Regions from separate parts of the Zea mays genome. Here region 2 is linked to region 1. Evidence: chromatin contacts called from public Hi-C data. All regions are on one chromosome and are shown on one strand. The core of a region is the stretch at or near the end of the contact, and the rest is flanking DNA. Distances in the headings are between cores, read along the strand shown. Region 1 holds the start of LOC100192930. Region 2 holds the start of LOC100192856 (SAM domain protein).

Region 1 (2,915 bases), core at 389-2,888:
GCCGCGCCAGCATCCGTCGAGGGGTTCAACTGCACCGCCAACCGCACGTACCCATGCCAGGCGTACGCACTCTACCGCGCCGGCTTCGCGGGTGTGCCGCTCGATCTCGCGGCCATCGACGACCTCTTCGCCGTCAGTCGCTTCATGGTCGCGCACACCAACAACCTCTCCACGACGGCCGCGCCGGCCAACGGGTAGCCGCTGCTCGTGCCGCTCCAGTGCGGCTGCCCCTCCCGGTCCCCTAGCTCGTATGCACCGATGCGGTACCAGATCGGCCTAGGGGACACCTATTGGATCGTCTCCACCACCAAGCTGCAGAACCTCACGCACTACCAGGCCATGGAGCGCGTGAACCCCACGCTGGTGCCCACCGACCTCGACGTTGGCACCATGGTCACGTTCCCCGTCTTCTGCCAGTGCCCGGCCACCGCCGACAACGCCACGACGCTCGTCACCTATGTCATGCAGCCCGTGGACACGTACGTGTCCGTTGCCGCCGCCTTCTCCGTTGCCTATCCACAGTGAAAGACACGATGTGGCGGCCACCTGTGCATGCACTGAGGATGAGCGCGCTGCTGCTGCTCCTCTGCGCGTTCAGGGGCGGACCCAGGAAATAATGGGACTGAGGGTATACTTGCAAAGATGAGCGCTAAAATACTAAAAGAGCCTCTAAGTTAGTCTGACCAGGGGACCTCATAGTAAAAATCTAGACACTACTACTTACAACAGAGAAATGAGCGGGGGCCTGTGCCCCCACTCGCATCAACGTAGGTCCGCCCCTGTGCGCGTTCCCCACCCCGGCGCGGTCGTAGAACACGACCACAACCACGACCAAATTTATTCAACTAGATGGAGCCGAAGGCTGAAGGTACAACTGGTGATAAAACAATATATGATTTGTGCATGAATATGTGCTTCAGCTTGTGCAACATAAGACAAGTTAGAAATTTAACTATCTGCGTGCGGTCATTAATGTCTTAGAAATTTTAACTCTTGTGGCAACGCACGAGCACATATCTAGTTAGGGCCCGTTTGGCACAGCTCCAGCTCCTGATTCTAAGCGAGGATCTAGAGGAGCCGTGCCAAACGAGTATTTTTAAAAACTGATTCTCGTGTGGAGCCGAAAGATCAAGAGTCGTTTTTGTGAAAAAAGGTGGGATCTAAAAAAACCTGCTCCACCCTCCCTTAAAACAGCTCCTCAACCAACCAAATATAGACCTCCCCTTAAAGTTTGATCGAAATTACCCGCAATTGCCATTGGACAAAAACATAACGAGCCAATTTATGGATTAAACATTTGAGACCATTTTATGCACTACTATGATGGGAATATTTTATATGTTATTGTTTCATATTTTTCCGTATATGCATCCTACTTATTGGTTTGTAACAGAGTTGAACTGCAAAGGGTAAAACAGACAATCGCCACAGACCACCAACTCTCAGAAGACAAGAATCAGTTTACTTGCCAAACGGTTTAAAAATAATTCTGATTTTCTAGGAGAATCAGGAGGATCAGCTCCTCACGAGGATCAGGATCCGGAACTAAAGAAGCAGGAGCTGGAGCTTTGCCAAACGAGCCCTTAATCTTATGACTGAAGTAAAGGACCCTAACCCTTGTCGTGTCGGTTTGTCCTCGCTTCAGTTACCCTCGTGACTGACACCCAATGGGTTAATCATAGTTTACCTCCGGCGCATTCTTAAACCCCTACCTAAGCTGCATAGCTAGGGTTTCCACGCATGGCGACCACGACGCCGCCTACGGCGATCCTAGGCACCCTCGTCGACTTCACATCGCGGGAGAACTGGGACAAGTTCTTCGCGCTCCGCGGCACGGGGGACAGTTTCGAGTGGTATGCGGAGTGGCCTAACCTCCGGGCCCCGCTCCTCGACCTCCTCGGGGACCGCGGCGCCGCAGCGGGGGCGGCCCAGGAGATCCTGGTGCCAGCGTGCGGGAGTTCGGTGCTGTCGGAGAAGCTCTACGACGCGGGGTTCTGCCGCGTCACCAATGTTGATTTCTCCCGCGTCGTCGTCGCCGACATGCTCCGCCGTCACGCACGCGCGAGGCCAGAGATGCGCTGGCGTGTCATGGACATGACCGACATGCAGGTATTATCCATGTTCTGTAGACTACGGTGTATGGGCTGGGTTAGTTTATGTCGACCTTGCATTCTGGGTTTACCGGCAATGCAGTTGCTTGTCACTGGAATAATTTTAATTTGGGACATTGGTGGTTTGGTAGTTGTAGTGGTGAAGTTTGTTTGTTGAAAATTTGAAATGCTTGTATATGCTATGTTCCAAATTATAAGTCACTTGCGCAGCCAAAATCAAACTTCTCTAAATTTTGACCAAGTCTATAGAAAAATGTACTAATATCTACAACAAATTAGTTTTATTGAATTCACCATGCAATGTGTTGAGAGTAAACTTATTTGGTATTACAGTATAGATGCCAATGTATATTTCTATAAACTTGGCCAAAGTTGGAGAAGTTTGACTTAGGGCAAAACCAAAATGGTCTATAATTTGGAAACCGATGCAGTACTAGTTAATTAGGATTCTGATCTTTGAGCATAATGATAATGTTGGAGCTATTAGTAGTTTCTGCTTTGCAAACTGCGATGCTCTATCAGGCATGTGGTGTTATGGAGATGATGTTGATTACTGGATATAGTGTCAATGTAGTGTCTGAGTTTATTGTCTATCACCTAGCATGTCAACAGTTGATCCATGAGCTCAATGTTTCTGGGCGATTTGAGTAGGCAACACATGGTTCAGCTACATTTGGTTGATTCCAGCTTTTGTGTGCATGAATTCCAGCCTGTACAAGGTTGTAGCCCTAAGGTAGCTTTGACAAGGTACTATAGTGTTGATTCAGCTTCTGTGGCATGGTAGATGAATCCAAACCAAGGGAA
Region 2 (2,911 bases), core at 129-2,628, 180 kb before region 1:
GGATCCTCGTCCCTTGCCCCCGCCTGCGCGGCGAGCCGGCGACCGCAACGTTGGGGAGATATGGCTCTCTAGTGGCGGCGGGTGTGCAAAGGTTGGATCCGCGGAAGGAGGCTAGGTTAGGGTTGGCGAAGGTGATAGGATAAAGGGATCCCAATTTGTAAACTGATCACCGGATGGGACGAATGGGAAGGGAGGGACTGCGGGTTGATTCATGTAAAACCGAGGGGTCTTTTTATAAAAAAATGACGCACGACGACCGTTGAAACTGGTGCTTTAATTATAGTAGAGAATTGACTGCAAAGTGAATGCGCATGGACAAGGATTATGACATTGAAGTACCGCCTGTTCTCCTCCGACGGAGACACACTTATCCCTGGTGTTGCACATGTGAGAAGAAAAGCGGAATCAAACAATAGAGAACTGAGACTAATACAGTAGCAGCAAACTTCGAATTACACCAAAATTCCAAGAGAGCTAGGCACCTGGTTCGCTGAGCAACCAGTGTGTCTTGCACATATCCAAAACTGAAATAGATTACTCATCAGCATAGGCCAACAGACACAATATCCGATTCCACGGAGCAGAATGGGAATGTGATAGATTTTGGGAGAGTGAGGAAGGGCAACCAGATCGCGAGGCAGACCTTGATGATTCGACACGGGAGGTTGTTGTTGGCCCGCACATAAGGCAGTGCCCCCGTGACAGGAGCAGGTGACAGCGCCGGAGCTGACGGTCGGCGTCATCCTAGAGTGCTCTTCTGCCTCATCACGCATAAGCTCATCCTCGTCGTCGGGATCGTCCCCTCTCGAATAAAAGGGAGAAGGGATGACGAAGAGAGAGATACTTGAGGTGTCGCTCGATGATGGAAGGAGGACGTAGGTGGCTGCGACTGAAGATGAGTGTGCCATCGACAAGGAGGATGACAGTAGCGGCCCAGAAGTGGACCCGCTCGCCACATTTGGAGTCGGGCTCGCGGTGGGCGAGCGGAGTTTGACGTCAATGGCTTCCCTGCGACAGCCGCCGCCACATCCATGGCCGTTCCGGATATAGCAGGGAGCCGCGGGATCCTCGTCCCTTGCCCCCGCCTGCGCGGCGAGCCGGCGACCGCAACGTTGGGGAGATATGGCTCTCTAGTGGCGGCGGGTGTGCAAAGGTTGGATCCGCGGAAGGAGGCTAGGTTAGGGTTGGCGAAGGTGACAGGATAAAGGGATCCCAATTTGTAAACTGATCACCGGATGGGACGAATGGGAAGGGAGGGACTGCGGGTTGATTCATGTAAAACCGAGGGGTCTTTTTATAAAAAAATGACGCACGACGAACGTTGAAACTAGTGCTTTAAGTACAATAGAGAGTAGAGATATGCTCCGTGGATATTTCGGTGAAGCGAGGGGTTGGCTCGTGTATTTTCGCAAATATCTCCTATCCCTTTTCTCCCTCCCGCGATCTCCTCCGCTCGACGCCTGTACCCCGCCGTCCCGCGTCCCCGCTCCAGCTCGAAACCCTAGACCTGTGCGGCTGTCCCTATTCTCTCCAACGGAAAGATGTACTCGGACCAGATCTCCACCGGGCGCAAGCGCTCCATCCACGACCGCCTTGACGGCGACCTCCCCGCCGGCACGGGCGCCGGCGGCCGTGTTCGTCACACGGTGTCCAAGAGGTAAGTGCACGCTGCCGCCGCCGCTGCTATTGATTTCTCCGCTACCGTCGCTTTTACGGCTCCACCTTCTTGATCGCTTGGCAGCGGATGTCTAGTTGTCTACAGATTGGAAAATTTGTCCTGCCCTGGATCAGCTGTGCGCGCTTTTCCTGTATTCTTTAATCATCAGAATAGCCATGTCCATCCGTAATCGAGTGAAGGATCCGTTTTCGTGCGCTTGCCGTGCTTAAGAATTGCTGGTGCAGACAAATTAGGTTAGGGCTCGGGTTTTGGTTTATCGGAAGAAGGCAGTGCCTTAAGCTTGGTTCCTCAGTTCTAACTTCAACGTGTGTACGTGCTGTCTCTATAGGTTTTATGTTCTGATTAAGGTGGTGGAGTAGATTTGTGTGGTGCATTACTTGTACTAGTATCACCACTGTTTCTATATCACATAGTGTTGGCGTTTCGGACCTGCGAGGACCCTCAACCAACTAGTGAATTTGTCGCTGCGTGTCCCTGCCCAGATGGGTTGATGCAAGATGGAACACAAGAGGGAGGATGAGGCTTATTTTATCTTGCACCGGGGTGCTCGTAGTAGGGATTACAAGCGTCGCGAGAGAGAGAGGGAGAGGGTTCGGCCTTAAGGTGAGGTGTCTGAGTTAGCCTCCTCCGCGTCTCTCCCACTCTTCCTCTCCCGCCTTTTTTTAAGAAGGCCCTGGACATCCCCTTTTATAGATACAAGGAGATGATCCAGTTGTACAATGGGTGTGTAGCTATGTGCTAACGTGGCCGGCGGAGAAGTACTTGAGCCCTGTAGAAGCGCAGCTGGCGTTGCGGCCCGGGGTCCTGCTGACGTTTCTTTGCTTTCGTAGAGAGTTGAGAACAACCGACGTCATGGACGCACGCAGGGAACCATCATTACCTGTTACCGGAGTAATCTAGATGGGACACCGGTCTTGTTCCTTCGTAGCCTGAGGCAACTAGCTAGGGGTAGGGTAATGATGTATCCCCAGTGGCGTAGTCGGTCCGAGGCCGAGGTCGGGCGAGGCGGAAACTTCTCCTGAGGCCGAGGCTGAGGTCGGGCGAGGATGTGACTCCTCCCGAGGCCGAGGCTAAGGCCGAGGCCTGAGGTCGGGCGAGGCAGAGACCTTCTCCCGAGGCCGGGGCCCCGGCCGAGGCCTGGGGTCGGGCGAGGCGGAGACCTTCTCCCGAGGCCTGAGATCGGGCGAGGCGGAGCTCTCTGTTGCGCCCGAGGCTGAACTCGGGGGAGGTCGT

What was found. A called contact is a pair of places that touch in the nucleus more often than the background predicts.
Region 2: a Hi-C map of tassel shows a contact between it and region 1, with 1.9 times the contacts expected there. The contact joins the promoter of LOC100192856 here to the promoter of LOC100192930 in region 1. A contact is called at or near these places in 3 of 25 Hi-C or Micro-C datasets (ear, leaf and tassel).

The regions. Positions count from the first base shown.
Region 1 is chr10:109,222,496-109,225,410 of Zm-B73-REFERENCE-NAM-5.0, reverse strand. LOC100192930 reads left to right here and starts at 1,638. Exons shown (of 16, transcript XM_008664907.2): 1 at 1,638-2,109. The coding sequence starts at 1,741.
Region 2 is chr10:109,398,932-109,401,842 of Zm-B73-REFERENCE-NAM-5.0, reverse strand. It overlaps LOC100192856 (SAM domain protein), which reads left to right and starts at 1,378. Exons shown (of 6, transcript NM_001138045.1): 1 at 1,378-1,657. The coding sequence starts at 1,542.